2 separate regions of the Callithrix jacchus genome follow, and region 2 is linked to region 1. The links are chromatin contacts, called in public Hi-C maps. All regions are on one chromosome and are shown on one strand. The core of a region is the stretch at or near the end of the contact, and the rest is flanking DNA. Distances in the headings are between cores, read along the strand shown. Region 1 has its middle 570 kb from the start of QKI. Region 2 has its middle 720 kb from the start of QKI.

What was found. Hi-C and Micro-C count contacts between places; a contact is called where the count stands out from the background.
Region 2: a contact with region 1 is called in a Hi-C map of skeletal muscle, with 5 times the contacts expected there. The contact joins two enhancer-like sites. A contact is called at or near these places in 2 of 3 Hi-C or Micro-C datasets (induced pluripotent stem cells and skeletal muscle).

The regions. Positions count from the first base shown.
Region 1 is chr4:170,525,560-170,533,378 of calJac240_pri, forward strand. No RefSeq gene overlaps it. Among named protein-coding and RNA genes, the nearest start is that of QKI, 570 kb to the left of the region's middle. Within about 2 kb of position 4,807, at least 2 of the 16 cell types and tissues checked have an H3K27ac peak or open chromatin away from gene starts, as enhancers often do. A contact at or near this core is called in skeletal muscle, where this site is marked.
Region 2 is chr4:170,677,969-170,685,787 of calJac240_pri, forward strand. No RefSeq gene overlaps it. Among named protein-coding and RNA genes, the nearest start is that of QKI, 720 kb to the left of the region's middle. Within about 2 kb of position 4,198, at least 4 of the 16 cell types and tissues checked have an H3K27ac peak or open chromatin away from gene starts, as enhancers often do. A contact at or near this core is called in skeletal muscle, where this site is marked.

The DNA.
Region 1 (7,819 bases), core at 3,557-6,056:
TGATAAAAAGTATGCAGGGAGGTGGTGTGGGTGTCATAGTCTCTCATTTCAAATTCTGGAAATGGTGGATTAAATACAATTAAACATGATTCTTTGTTGCAGAACTTCTCAGTGCCTTTAATATGAAAAGTGCATTTTGGACAACACTGAGTTTTTCTCAAATTTGTTTGACCATGGGCGTTTATTTTGTGGCACATTTATTAAGCTCTCTGGAAAAGTTCTTTGCAGAATATCAGTTTTAAGAAATCCACTGATGTTCTTCACTCATTTTTCTAAGCTTTCTGTTTCAACGAATACTTCAATTCTATTCTAATTATTCCACCCTACATACAATTGCGGGAAGGCTATTTCTTAATCATATTCTAATGCCGAGAGACACAATGCTTTGCACTTGGGTAGTCAGTGAATTTTTTATTATTCTTTTGAGTCTTGGTTCATTTTTTGTGCTATCTTTATGAATATCTTTGTTTAGTCTTAGGTTCATCCATATTTTATAAAGATGACTTTTTCTTAGTTTTAATGGACATGCATTAACAGTTAGCAGTTTTCAAAAGGAAGACTTAAGAATTGTATGCATCTTAGATTTACAGGCCAATCAAGTATTGACTCTATGTAGGAAACAGTGAACTGCTGTCATACAGGTGTTTTGGGATCAAGCCCTTCTCATAAAATGGAACAGTGTTTGAAAAGGAACTGATCTGATTACTGTTCACATTATAGTGGTTTGCTACTTTGAAAGTGCTCTCATGGGATCATACACAGGTACATACTCACTTTATAGCTGTGACTGGGCAATGCAAGTGTTTACTAGAAAATATCTCATGAGAAAATTTAGATTGTGTAGGATTTCCAGTATGAAACATTCACAAGGTTCTGATTTTTTAAATTATGTTTTCATAAGCAAGTGTTCTTGTCTAATCCAGATCTTGTGATTTCTCTGTAGCTGGTTACTTCTTACCGTATCAATGCGAGAAACAGTTCTCAGTCCGGAATTCAAGTATTGTCCTATTTTTGATTAACTGCTAGAAGAGAGTGCCCCAGGTTTTCCCCCCAGAAAACATGGTTTGGTTGGCATACTTTAGCTTTGCTCTCAGGAGCACCATGTCACATAGATTCCCTCCTATTTAATCTAGGCCACTGCAGAACGTGGTACAAAATGGTCAGAATGATTAGGGTCATTCAGTGCTTACCGGACGGCTGGCATTTGGTATATTCATTCTGCGAAGATTCTCAGCTTTGGGAAGAGCTGCTTGACCCAGGAGGAAGAGAAAATTAATTCTCCAATCCTAAGTCTTCCGTCTTAATGTCGCATCCTGAAGTGGTTTATAAATTAGACTCTTAACCCTGCAGATTCTGGGGTCAGAAAACACCCAGCTTCAGTTTCCCCTGAAGAATGACAGGGCAGGAGAAGAGCACGTTTTCTGTCCTTCTGGGTCCACTCTCAGCCAGAGCTTCCACACAGGTGCTTTCAGGGTTCCCTAATTGCTTCGAGTAACCTCGTTCAGGTTCAGGACTCTACAGTCTTACTGTTCAAACCTCTTTCTTCCCTTAAGAAAATGCAATAGATAGATATTTGATTTAAATAGAATCCACAACATTATTAAGCATATTTATTAGATAGTTGTTTCTTCCCATTACAGAAATATTCTCTCCTCCAAAAATGTATTCAATTCCTTCAGACAGAAAACTTCTGGTGACTTTGAATATGAGCCATGTCAAAGGAATGTGGAACTGGTGTTAGGTCCCCTGGCAGCTGGGCCTCGCCCTGTGGGCTTCCTCGTGCTGCGCTCTTGTTCAGCACAACGCAGGTCCCACGGATCCGGGAATTCCTGCTGATGTCCAGCTCCTCCCTCCTGCTTGGAAGTAGGTTGTTCTACAATATACATCAGGCCCTGGCCGAGTTTGGGACATCTGTCTACTCAAAAATTATTCCCTACTTATCTGAAGTTCAAATTCCATTGGGCATCCTCTGTTGTTATTTCCTGAACTTGGCCGCCCTAATTCCAAATTAGGACTCTGACAAGAAAATGCGTGGGATTTAAAAAAAAGACTTTTATTCTGAGTCGAGGAAACGTAACGCAAATGGCAATTCTCCCTCTTTCTCCCTCTCTCTCTCTGTTTTTTGTTTTTTGAGACAAGGTCTTGAGGGTCTCGCTCTGTCCCAGGCTGGAGTGCAGTGTGCAGTCACGCATGACCCACTGCAGCCTCAACCTCCCTGGACTGAGGTGATCCTCCTGCCTCAGCCTTTCGGGTAGCTGGGACTACAGGTGCATACCACCACACCAGGTTAATTTTTGTATATATTTTTTTGCATAGAGATGAAGTTTCACTATGTTGCCCAGGCTGGCCTCGAACTCCTGGGCTCAAGCCATCCTCCCACCTCAGCCTCAGGAAGTGCTGGGATTATAGGTGTGAACCACTGAGTCCTGCTGGCAATTCTTTTTGTACTCAACAAACCCGATTCTTTTTACTTCAGCACCGATGATTCCAGCATCACCATCACAGATACCTGGGACTTTCTCTGGGAAATTCCACTGAAGCCTTCAGGGGTTCCAATGTGTCCCCCTGAAATCCTGGCGACTGAGCTGATGATCAAGGTTCTGCTACTGGCGCCCCGCCCACTGAGCGGGACAGCTCCGTCCTGGAATCTCCTGATCGCGAGTGGGAGCCCCTGTTCTGGTGAGCTCCAGGCCTGCCTCCTTCGTGAGGTCCCCAGCTTGGGCTGGCAGGGACCACCCCTCGGCTGTTCTCTTCCGGCTCACATGTGGGCGCTCACTCCATGTTGCGCCGCACTCCCTCCGCAGGTGTTGTCTCCCGGACGCTGGGAAGCTCGCCGAGGGCTCACTGCTGAGCTTTCTCCTGTTTCTTTGGGATGGGTCGCTATTCTTAGCCGGTGTTTTATAAATGCTTCCTGAATGGATAAAAATGTCATTCCGACAGAAGCTCCAGTCACACGCCCGGGAGATTTAGCCCTACAAACTGAAGAACATGTTCAAAACCCATTTTTCTCTAAAATAACAGACCTTACCAATGGCTCTTGTGATAATCCTTACAAAGGGGGAGAACCTTATCCGCTTCCTTTAATTCCACAGAGGCAATCCCCGAAGCCCCAGCCTCATCGCGGCAATTATATCAGCTCTTTGTTGTTCTGGTTGAGATTTGTTGTCTAAATTCTCAGTGAGTGCCAGGGATTGAACTGGGTCATTTGTGTTTAATCCAGATGTTCTGTCTCTGCAAGGATTGGAGCCTTTGCCCCAGGACATGCTCCTCTGTGTGCTGCGTTTCTCCCAGCCCAGAATCAGGACACCCTAAGCTTCCTTTCCCTGGCTGGCATGGAGGAGCAGGAGGAATCCTGATGCTGCTGTCAGGAAGGCTGGGTTCCAACCCGGCTTCTCTCTGCTCCTGGCTCCTGGGCTGAGAGGGCCACAGCACCCTGTGGGGCCACCTGGGGTGTGCTGGGTGCATGGCGGGCCCCTCAGCCATGCCTTGGTGCCTCATCCTCCCTCTCTTCTGCTTTCCACTCCTTACACACGCGTGTGTAATTTAGCTCTTCTTGGTGGAATAGAGCAAGGAGGGCTTGCAGGAGACGGGAAGTGGTGTTGTGGGAAGCTCCTCGAAATGCAGAAATGAGCCACTAACCCACGGCTCCTTTTCCAGAGAGCAGCTTCCTCCTTTTCCTTGATTTTTGGAGACTAGATAATGGCAGACGCTTTCTGGTGCCCCTTCCGTGGTGCTCATTAATTAGCACAGTGGCATTTTCTGTTGGTGACCCCTGTCATCCCCTTTCCAGCTCTGTGCAGGCTTGAAGAGCATGAGGGAGAAGAAACTTTTGGTGTCTTCAACCTGTGCAGGGCTGGGAGCTGCTGAGGCCTCGCCCTGGGGGGGGGGGGGGGGGGGGGGGGGTGGGGTGTGAGGAGGATACACAGGCGCCTGGGACTCTCACCCTCAGTTTTCAGCTTTGGGGGCTACAAAACCTGCCCAGAGGATCAAAGGGTGCGCCGGGAGGGCCGCGTCCTGTCGCCGTCACTGGAGATGAAGGGATACAGAAATGATGCAAGAAGCTCTCGCTGCCGTTCTTTCATTTGCTCTGACATTAAAAAAGCGCAGCGCTTGCATTTCTTACATGCCAAACTGTTGTTTCTAAAACTTGGAAATTTGGAAAAGTGTCAGTGACCCTTGCATTTTGGAACTGTGCTGGAGACAGCGCACCTCTGTGACGGGGCTGGCAGGGGCTGGGCTTCGCGGGCTGCGGCACCACCTCCTTGCTCCTCGCCACTGCGCTCCAGGGGGAGGACTTCGTCCTCATTTTGGAAGTAGGAAAGGGAGGCATAGGAGCTGTCGGTCATTGATTGCTGTATAACCACCTTCCCAAAATGCAGTGGCTTCAAACAACCACTTTGGTTTTGCTCTAGAGGCTGTAGCCTCCTGGGCAGCCCTCCAGGGTGAGGCTGGGCTGATCTGGGTCTCAAGGTCGGGCTATGGTGGCCTCCTGCAGGGGGTGACAGGACCACTGGGTCTTGTGCTGCTTCCTCCGGCCCCAGCTCCTCCACATGTGGTGAGAGGGTTACGAGTGCAGCACATCGCAGTGACCAGGGGCTCACCACACCTCAGCCGTGTCACTCCTCCTTGTCCCAGTGGCCAAAGTGATCCTCAGTGGGCAGAGCTCGAGAGCAAGGGGTTGGGCTTGGACAGCTTGGGTCAGACGTTCTGCTGCCTCTCGGTTCCTTCTCTTCCTGCTCCTGGAAGTGGACATTAAGAGCTGGCTGCCTGGTGCGAAGCACGCTCCTTGAATGGAAGATGCAGAAAGGTGCAGAGTCTTGCTTTGCCGTCGCCTGCCTTGGCCAAGTCAGCTTCTAGAGGCCCTGTGCCACTTGTTGGATTGCCTATTTAAATGAGGCCCCCAGACCCCCATAATGTCCTTTATGGCTCCCCATCCTGAAGATGGGATTTTGTAGCCCAAATGCAAAGTCAGAGTTTCTAAGTGCGCTGCCCGGCTTTCCCCTGAAGTTGTCCAGATATGCACCATGAGCTAACAACCTCACCAGATTGATTCTGACTTGGAAAATAGGTCCCTTTAAAGAGAAGCCCTGTGGTGGGGGCTCTGCCCTTGAAGGGCAGTGTGAAGCCTGGGAGGGCGGGCGTTTCGGGCTCCTTTCTGAAGGATGCACTTGGGCATCAAAGAGGTTACCTTAATTACACCATTTCCTCCTCCCTGAACACACTTCCAAAATCTAATTATAGTGCATGTGGTACCCTGTGACCAGCCAGAAGCCAGAGATTAATATAAAGTCACAGCAGGACAGTTTGCTCCCTGAAGCGGTGTACATGGCATTGCAAATATAGTCCTGAAGGATTTGATGATAATATTTTCATACATTCATCATCACGTTAGCATGTGAAGCAGGCGGGCTCCGTGGGATCTGATTCAGCTCCTGTGGGAGGAGCAGCCTGGGTTATTCCCATTGGCCCTGGCCATTTTCCTTCTGGAATGTGACATTGGTATCTGTGGGGTTTGACATCTATTCCGAGGGGCCTTACCCCTTGAATAATGTGTCCCAATTAACTCTCTATCTCCCTTCTCTGAAGGAGGGAGCCTGGTGCCTGTTAGGACCTGTGGGTCGTGCTGCGGGGGCACTTGGCCACTCGCCTGGGTGTGCTATCTCGGCCCAGATACAGGATATTGTGTGCAAGCACTTGAGTCAGGAACACTTGTTTATCTCTGTCCCTGCAGCTTTATTTAGCATGGGGCTCCATACGGGGCCCTCCCAGCCACACAGCCATGCAGCTCCTGGGAGGCTCTTGCCTCTGAGAGGGAGGTGTCTGGGGAGCGGCTGGCCGGGGGCTGCACAGTTACTTTCCTCCTCAAATCTGAGGCCTTCTGCGACATGTGAGGATTTTTGAAGACCAGCCTCTACACCTGTTACCAATTCTTCACTGACTAAAATGTCAGCGTGCGAACTGTCCTCCCACCCAGCTCAGGCTCTGCCTCCTCACTTAGGGGTGGCTTTAGTTTACCAGGAGGTAAGGGAGGGTGATGTGTGAGGGATCCAGGAGGGGAGGACACTTTCAGCTAAAAACAAACCCCAAGTGGAAGCTGTGTGAATGCCCTTGCAGAGGACATTCAATAGAACAAGCAGGCCGAGTGTCACAGGCCCCTTGCTGGAGAGAGACACAAATCTGGGTTCCAAGGGCGAGGCTTTCTTCAATTTTTAAAAAACTCTAGGAAACCTCCATAAAACCAAGATGCTGTTTAGTGTAAGCCTCTCTCATCAGGCCCTCCCTCTTCCCCCAGAGGCAGATTCTCAGACTCAGAGCTCTTGAGATCAGTGGCCCAGCATCCTGACCATCGTTAATGATGTTTTGTATGTTTCTAAATTGCTAAGAAAGTAGTTTCACATGTCCTGCCACAGACAATAAGAGAGGTGGTGGATCTGTTAATATGCTTGATTCAATCGCTCGGCATTGTATACTAGACCAAAACATCACATTGAACCCTGCAAATACATAGAATTGTTAATTGTCAATTAAAATAATAATTTTCCAAAGCTGCTCCTGCAGGTGGCTTTTTAGTGTGGCTCCGAAGGCCAGTCGGTGGAGCCTGGTTTGTGAACCATGCAGGTGCCACTCAGCTGGGGGCCAATGGGAGCTTCTTGCTGAAGGTTTCAGAGCTGCCTGCACAGCAGACAGAGCACAGACAGGTATGGACTAAGCCACCTGTGGGTGCTGGGACAGCATGGAGCTTCCCTGGGTGCCATGGTCAGAGCAGCTTCCTCGCACGCTGGGGATGCTCTTCCCTGTGGGCCTCAGCTGCAGGGACCTCGAGCCTGTCCATGGATGAAGCCCCCTTCCCACCAAGGCAGAGGTAGGAGACTCTGTCCCCGGAAGCCCACACCTTCCTGGTACCAACGTAGCACTCAGGTCCTCCTGGCACAGACCCGCCTTGTCTCATGGCCCCGCTACCTTGGCCATCTGGACAGGCTGTGTGATCTGGGGAGGGGCAAGCAGGTCCATGAAAATAAGTCCCAGCGATGTCCTGGCAGATCCCGGGATTGCTGTTTTGCCAAAAGAGCATCTGGGGCCTGGATACCGGCATGGCCCCTCCCCACCACCCCAGCTTTATTAGGGGACAAGGAGGCGACAGAGGCGACAGGGTCTTGGTTGTTCTCCTAAGTGTAGCGGAACAGCACCACTTATTTCGTAGAAAATCACTCCCCAGAATAGGTCCAAAAGGGGTCACTTCGGTTTGTCGCAGGCCCTGTCAATCAATACCTTAAAGTGAGGAGAAAAGGGAGCAGCCAGCGTTCCTTCCCACCCTGGGTTGAGATTCCGGAGTCAGCAGCGTCGCGATGATAGAATGTTTATTCCTGGTGACAGCGTCAAAACCAGAAAGAAAACAGCTTGATTTCAAGGTTCCAGGTTGAGCCCGCCAGGCTGGCAGGACACTGTTGCTTTCTCAATGAAGCAAATGTTGATTCCAAAGTCACGGAGAGAAAAAAATCCCGAACTCCTTTTATGTCACTTTTCATATATGGTACTCTGATAAACTCTGACATCTCTTTATATCATTTGTAGATTTAAAGACGTTACTTCGATCTGGGGCCATGAAATATTTGGAACTTTTCTAAGAAACCTTTTTAAATGAACATGTAAAGCCTGCATGTGTGTTCTCAACACTGCATCCTGCGACCTTACGCTGGATGTTGCTGGAGGGAAGGGTTTGTGTTTTGTGAAAACTACAACAGCCGTGAGGGTTAATGTTTTTCTTGATCCAAATTGAGGCTTCTCTTCAGAAGTCTCTATATGATCTCAGAAAACTTTT
Region 2 (7,819 bases), core at 2,948-5,447, 150 kb after region 1:
ATTTGCCCACAGATGGATGCACCGAGCTTTTCCTTTATCTGAGAAGCCTACATCCATAGGACTGCAATAACAAATATGCAGGAAGCTGCATTCACTGTGAAATTTAACAAAGGGAATTAGCCACAGTATGTGAGCAGTAACTTTAAATAGCAGAAGCGACAGAGAGAACTGTGGCTGATAAATGAAAACTAGTAATTACAATATTAGTACTCTTTCCACATTAAGTTTCTAAACCACATTAAAAGGTTGCTCGCAATTCCACTTTTCCTTTCTCTCATCAAAATAGAGCAAAATAAAATATAATAGAGACAAATTGCTGGCAGAAAGTATTCTTACACATGACGCAATTTCTAATTATAACAATTAATTTTAAAATATTTTTTAAAATCTTAAAAATATTTTTATAAAGACTGTTTTACCAGGCCAGCCCCAAGGGAGGAAGTGGAACAGACCTCATTTTTCTCAGCCTTCATCCAGGAGGAATGGACTGTAGCCTTTCTCTTTAATATTTAATCTAAACTTTATTAATTTCTTTAAAAATAAAAAGATTCTGTGTCTAATTTACACTCACCTCCAGGACTTCTCTAAAGCATGGCTCGTGTGATGTAAGGCCTACATAAAAGGCCGTATTATCTGGAACTCTCTTTATTATCGTTTTAGTTCAGCCATATTTTTCTTCCTTAGCTTTAAAAAGCATTGATCTGAAACAAGCCTTCATGCTGAAACTGTCTACACTGCACGAACCCTGTGGAAAGGAAGGCGGAAAAATATCAGGGCTTCTAATCTCTGAAGACCCACCACCAGGAGCCCCGGGCTACCATCATTCCACTTCCTGCCATCCAGCAGATGAGAAAGTAGGAAGGGTTCCCCAAGAATGGTTTTCCGTATCAACAGCCTTCAGCGTGAGATGCACTGAGCCTTTCTCATCTAGTCCCACGGAAGTTGATTCTTCTCACCTGATGAAGCGTTTTCATTCTTGGCTAAACATTTTAAGAAAGCCAGGCATAGTCACGTGGGTATCCTAGTGTAATAAATGCAATGAAAATCAATAGGAAGCTGCAGATGCTTAGAAAATTAATCACTTAAGGGACACATGGTGGATCTTTAATCCTTTGAAGGCCTGTCAAGGAAGATGAAGTAGACTTACTCTGTGTGATTCCGGAAAGGAAGAACTAAGAGCAACAGGCGGAAGCTGCATGACGAAATATTACAGCCCAACATAAGAACTTACAATTAGTCAGAGTCTTTTAAAAAATAAGTATATTTCCTTGCAAAGTAGACAACTCTTGATCCCTGGTAGGGCCTCAGGGTCATGGGCTGCAGTCACTGTGGGCATACTATGGAATAGTTTGGTGCCTTACCATGTGGCAGAGATGGCTGTTTGTCCACGGAAATTTAGCCTTTCCCAACCACAGAAAAAAATTGTCCCTAAGAAATGGCTGCTGAGCTGGGGAACTCCACTTCTCAGCCTTGTTTCCAAACAGTTGGGGTCCTGTGAGAAGTTCTCACCATTAGAATGTGAGCAGAAGCCACATTGTCATTTCTGAGCCGTAGCAGTTAGGGAGCCGATGGCCATCAGCACCCTCTACCCCTCCCTCTGCGGTTTGGATACTGAGGACTTGGAATCACAGGAAGGCCGGCAGCTCAGGTCTTGAAAGCTACCCACAGACCAGGAACACGTGCCCAAGATGGATACAGGAGCCAGCCATAAGCTACTGTCCTCTGGGGATTTATTTACTTTTTACAGCGGCTACCTTTACCTGCTAATAATGTCTTCTTCCAAATGGAAAGACACTGTTGATTCTCAGTACCTATGTGTTATTTCTGAAACTGATGAATCACATAGGAATTCTAAAAATATCTTTTTTCAGGTATGGATTTCCTAGGACAAATGGTCAGGAATCTGACTTGTTTCCGCCCTAGTTAAGTTTGGGTAGTTTAAGCCAAACCTTCCCAAACAGTTAAATTGGAAGATGTAATTCAGCAGGCGAGAAGCTCCTTACTTCACATGCCCTCCGAGTCATTTTTAGGGTACCCTACAGTTCTTGGGCAGCGTGGGGGACACTGGATCTTGCATTGTTTCCTAATTTCTTCAATTTTTATTGAAAAATAAAATGGGGCCACAGGCAACAAAAGAGACCCTAATAGGGACTAGGATGATAATTTCACTATTGGGTGAGGGCCAGGTATAATATATATATATATATATATATATATATTTTTTTTTTTTTTTTTTTTTGAGATGGAGTTTTGCTCTTGTTGCCCTGGCTGGAGTGCAATAGCACCATCTCTGCTCACTGCAACTTCCACCTCCTGGGTTCAAGTGATTCTCCTGGCTCAGCCTCCCAAGCAGCTGGGATTATAGGCATGCACTACTACGCCTGGCTAGTTTTTGTATTTTTAGTAGAGATGAGATTTCTCCATGTTGGTCAGGCTGGTCTCGAACTCCCGACCTCAGGTGATCAGCCCGCCTCAGCTTCCTAAAGTGCTGGGATTGCAGGCATGAGCCACTGCGCCTGTGAGGGACAGGCATGTATTAACCAGAAACCATACTCCAAGACTTTTCCTGAAGGACAGCTGAGAACATCTGCCTCCTCAGACTTGCCAGGGCACAACAGGTGTGGTCTGTGAAGCTGGGTTTCTTCTGTGCACACATCATTCTTTTTTTCCTTTATAATGGACACTGAATTTCTGTGTAACTGTGAGGGCTGGAGCCACGCTTAACACCAAAATAGCACGAGGGGTGCTTGAGCGCAACCTCGGTTAAACATTTACATCATTAAACCATGCTTCATGGCCACCAGGAATTATGTATTGAAATTGTTGGGTTGAAAATAGGGGTCATCTTTTGTAGAGCAGGGGCCCGAGGCAACAAGAGGTTAATCCTTTATCAGGGGCGGTGTCAACCCACGGCAAAACCTGGTTCAGAAGCCAGCGTGTTTATTTCCCTTTGCCGCGCTCAGTTGGACTCAGAGAATGTTATTGCTAAAAGATGAAACCTTTATCTCAAGCCAGATTCCTGCGGAGGGAGGGGAAGGGATGAACAACCAGCTTGTTTTTCTGTTGTGTGCTCAGTCTAATCTATATATTCACACAGATCTGTATTTAGCACATGTCTGGTCATAGAGTTTTGCGTCCAGAGTAGCATATGCAGTTCTTTATGGAGATACCAGCAAAGAGCAGGGATGGTTTTCGTCCAAGTTAGTATCGGGGGCTCTAGTTCTCGCTGCTCCTCTGGATCAGGTGGGGAAGAACCTGCCTGCTCTGGAAACTGATGCTGTCTTTCTCATGGTTGTGGTGGTGCGAGGGGGTCTGTCGTCAGCAGGCAGAAGTGGGGCTCGCTTGGGGCTCTGGTGAGTCAATGCTGTCGATATGGATCTGAGCTTTAGCTTTTCTTTGACTAAAGAGATGGCTCTCCTGGATCATGAAGCCTTCAGAAGTGGTGTCAGCATTTTTCCCTTGCAGGAAGCGTGAGTGGGGCCAGTGCTGAGGAGCTGAGCTCTCTGACCTCTGGGGTCCTTCTCATGCTCACAGTCTGCGGGCTAGGACTCCAAACTGTACTCACGCTGCCCCGGCCAGAGGCACTGCTCATTTCGATGAGCATAATTGAAAGATTCTTTGCATTGAGAGCTGCCTGTTTCTTGGAGAAGCCCAACCACTGGGACTTTGTGATTCTTGTGTGGCCGGCCCAGATGTGACAAAAATATTAAGCCAACATCACCGGCTGCCCTGCTGCCACCACGTTGTCCCTCACCTAAATACCTACCTCCACCTCTTTGGGAACAGCCCTGGTGGGTCTGGCAGCCTGCAGGGCCCCTCCTTGGGTGCTCAGCCACGTGTGGCTCTGTGTGGCTGCCCTGCGCCGAGGCTGCGGGTTCCAGGAGGATCCACTGCCTCTGGGCATGTCCTTTTCGTTGTGTCTGAGGATGTGCAGGGGTGGGTGTGCTGTGTGTGAACATGCAAACGTGTGACTACAGCTGTTGTTGGGGTTCCTCAGGCCTTCCTCGGATCTGGGGACCCTCAGACATGTGGACACCCATGCCCCTGGCTCCCTCTAGTGGTGTGCAGACCCCGTCCTGAAGTTTGCTTCCTGAGTCCCTGGTGTGAGTAGGTCTGGAATCTCTCTATGTTCCAGGAGCCCTGGGAACGCCCAGAGAGGTACCGGTGTCTCATCCCAAAGGTGCTGCGTGCCAGGGAGTCCTGCAAGCCCTGGAGAAGGGTCTTGTTCTTCTCTGCTTCAAGTTCAATGTCCTGCCAGTGCCCTTACCCTAGTCTTTTGCCTTGGAGATTGCATTTGGGGTTTCTTACCTTCGCTGGCCTATTTCGCAGCCCAAAGTAAAGGGGCAGACATCTCCATCCCCTGGGCTGGAGCCAGCACCAGAGCACCCCAACCCCCAGCTCTTGTCTTTGACATTTTGGGTTGAATCTTACCGTCATGTCCCAGAAATTGTTCAGCAAATTTTAATCCCTGTAATTCTCAAACAACTCTGAGAAACACCACCACCACCGATGATATAAACCAAAACAGCAACCACAGGCTCAAAATGGAACAAGGCAAACTGGGGCATTTGCTGAGAATTGGGAATTCCTTAATTTTATCTTTTTGCTTAAATTCTATTTTTTTAAAATCAAAGAAATAGGGATTTTCTCATGTTTCTAAGACAGCACTTACGGGATCTCTGTTAGGTTCAGTGGACTGGCACCCTGGAAGGAGCACAGTGGGGTGGCTCAGTGGACTGGCACCCTGGAAGGAGCACAGTGGGGCGGCTCAGTGGACTGGCACCCCAGAAGGAGCACAGTGGGGTGGCTCAGTGGACTGGCACCCCGGAAGGAGCACAGTGGGGCACCTCAGTGGACTGGCACCCCGGAAGGAGCACAGTGGGGTGGCTCAGTGGACTGGCACCCCGGAAGGAGCACAGTGGGGTGGCTTTGGACTGGTACCCCGGAAGGAGCACAGTGGGGCGGCTCAGTGGACTGGCACCCCAGAAGGAGCACAGTGGGGTGGCTAAGAGGGTGAGCTGTTGGTCTAGTCTATCTGCGCTCAGGGGCTGGCCCTGCCATTAACTTGCCATGTGGTTTTCAGCAAGCTATTAAACATGTGCTCCTCAGTGTCTTCATCTGAAAAACGTACCTGCCTGCAGTCTCCTGGGAGGGTTAATGGAGATATTACCTGGAACTACCATTACCTGACATTCAATAATGTTAGCTGTTATTAGAACCAAGAGAGCACCCAAAACATACACTTCCATCAACTGTTGCTTCGACACGTTTGTGCCTCAATATCTCGCCAAAGTCAAACGAATTTGGCTTCTGGAAATTGAGAAAAAGGAGAGCAGTCTTTCTGAGACCTGATTTGCCAAACACCAGCTCACCGTGTGTTTGCGGCTGATGCAACTGTTGGAAACAAGAGGCTGGAGAGAGCCGGATGCCTGCCGAGTGGAGTCATGGGATGGGCTTTATTTGTAGACGGCTGATTACGTTCTGACCCAAGTTATCTTGGGATGGCTTTTAAGTGGCCTGTGTGAGATGCGTTTTGGGCTGAAGCCCGGCTCTTGGAGAACAGGTGTCCACCGAGAGCATTGGCACTGGCCTTGGAAACTTTGTGGGAGACAAAACCTGGGTTTAATCCAACAGTCCTCAGGTCCCCCACCTCGGGGAAAGGCCCACTGGGCAGTGGTCTCAGACCTAAAAGTAGGGACACTGGCTATGAATGGTGGGGTGGAAAAAAACACACGATGGTTTCCAAAGCTTGTCAGTTGCCAATGTTTTATGAAAGTAAAACATTATGATGAGGAGCTGGGGAATCAATGCTTCCAATAGATGAGGTGACGCTGATTTGGCGCTTGTGATAACGTGTTCAGTATTCAGCTCGTCCGTCAAACCAAGCCTCTTGAAGCCCGCAGTCCCAAGGAGCAGAGCTGGTAAGTCTGAGCAGCTTTCCCGAGTCACTCAGTTCTGGGACCCAGCAGCAACCACGTGCTCCCTGTTGCCTGTCCTGATCCCTGCTTCCATTGGGACCTATTCCTGCTTTCTCTCTGAATGCTGAGATGATATATTTTTCCCATGTTGTAAGCCTGTATTTTTCCAGGAGCCTAACTGTAAAGAGTAGTCAGACTTGGAGGAAATGGTCACGAAATTTGAATCAGAAACGCGTCTCCTCTAGTGGATATGAGAGGGAATGGTGCACTTGCTTCCTAGAGGTCTCCTTTCTATATCCTCCAGACCTTTTATAAAAGAAAGGAGTGAAGGGAAGAATGAAAATGTGCCAGCGACTGTTTCACTTCTTTCAGCTCCCATCCCTCATGTTGACATGGACCAACATAGATTTATGGTGAGCTCCAGAGTCTGGGACTAGTCCCCACTGTCAAAGTCTGGGGCCTACAGTGTGAGGAGAGCAGATGTCCGTGAGAACCCAGCATTGAGATCCCTTTTATTCAAACGCCAGTCAAGTCAAAGCTTGCCTCCACAGCCCGCCTCATGCTCCCTCTCAACAGGGCCACACACTTGCTTCTCCTTCCAGAGGAGGGGCGTCCCCTGCCCCACGCTGCTGGAAGAGGCGCTTGGAACACTTTCTCTTTTGCTTCTCTTTTTTGGGAGGCGGTTGTCATTGGCTTCGAGCATGGCCGGGAGTGAGTTGCCTAATAGTTATGTGGTACTTCTCAGGCGCTGTCACCCAAATATGGAACTGTGGCAGCAGGAATACCTTATGAAAATAGCATGAAATGTGTAATGTGCCATAAATAAACAGAAAGAGACCGCCAGGAAGCTGTGCTAATCACCGCTTTGATGTCGCCCGAATTACTGTATTTTTTAAGGGCCTCGTGTTTCTGCCTGCTTGTTTTGACTCAGCTGCCACTGCTCTGTGAAAGGTTGGATTCAGTTTTCCAGCTCCTCTCCCCTTCGCGGTGACAGCTGTTGTCCCTTGACTCACAGGAAAGCGATGTCTCCACCCTTCCCCGGCTCCCAGCCCTTTCCTGGCAGGACTCCTGCGAACCTCACTCTTCGTCCCTGCCCTGAGGTGGCCGAGGGTGAGGACGGCTGCCTGGCCCGAGTCCAGGCGCTCCCAAGGTTCCTGTGTCATTGGCCAGCCTGTCCCAGGACTCTGCAGCAACCGTCCTATTTTTAATCGCTGGCAACCTGGTGTTGTCTTACTTGGCCATGACATGCCGGGAAGTGGAAGTTTGGCTTGACTTGTGTAGCAAGGAGCATGGAGGAGCATACGCCCCTTGCCACGTGGAGCTTGCAGGAAGAAAGCCCCAGACCCTTCCGTTTCGGGTTGTCAGGGTTCTTTGGCTTTGCCTACACCCTGGCAGCCACTCAGAACAAAATCCCAATCCTGAATTGCTTCTCATGAGTCTACACGCTCTTAGTTTGATAAGAGCTCAAGGCTGCCTTCCTTGATCTTAGGATTCTGTGATGTCACAAAGCACAGGTTCTCCTTCCTGTAGCTACCCAGGTAACCACTTGCCCGGGTGACCTCTGGGCAGCCCTGGTGCAAGTTCCGTCCACGCCCGGGGCCATCCCGGCTCCGCTGCGGGGTCCAGGAACGCCCTCTTGTGGTTGGAAGAGCTTTTACAGACTTTAGTTTTTTAAAAAATAATTACATTTTTAAACATTTTCCCAATTTTTGTGTTTTATCTAATCTTGGGAGTGAAAAATGGTAGTTTTTGGTCTGAGGATAAGTAGGGGAAAGAGAGAGAAATCAGAGGTTTTAGCATCATCGTCGTGGCCGTATTCAAGCCCAGTCAGTGGAGATTTCCCCTGCCCAGTGTGGACGTTGAAGATGTCTCTTTAATGCTCTGTTTGTCTTCTGGATTCT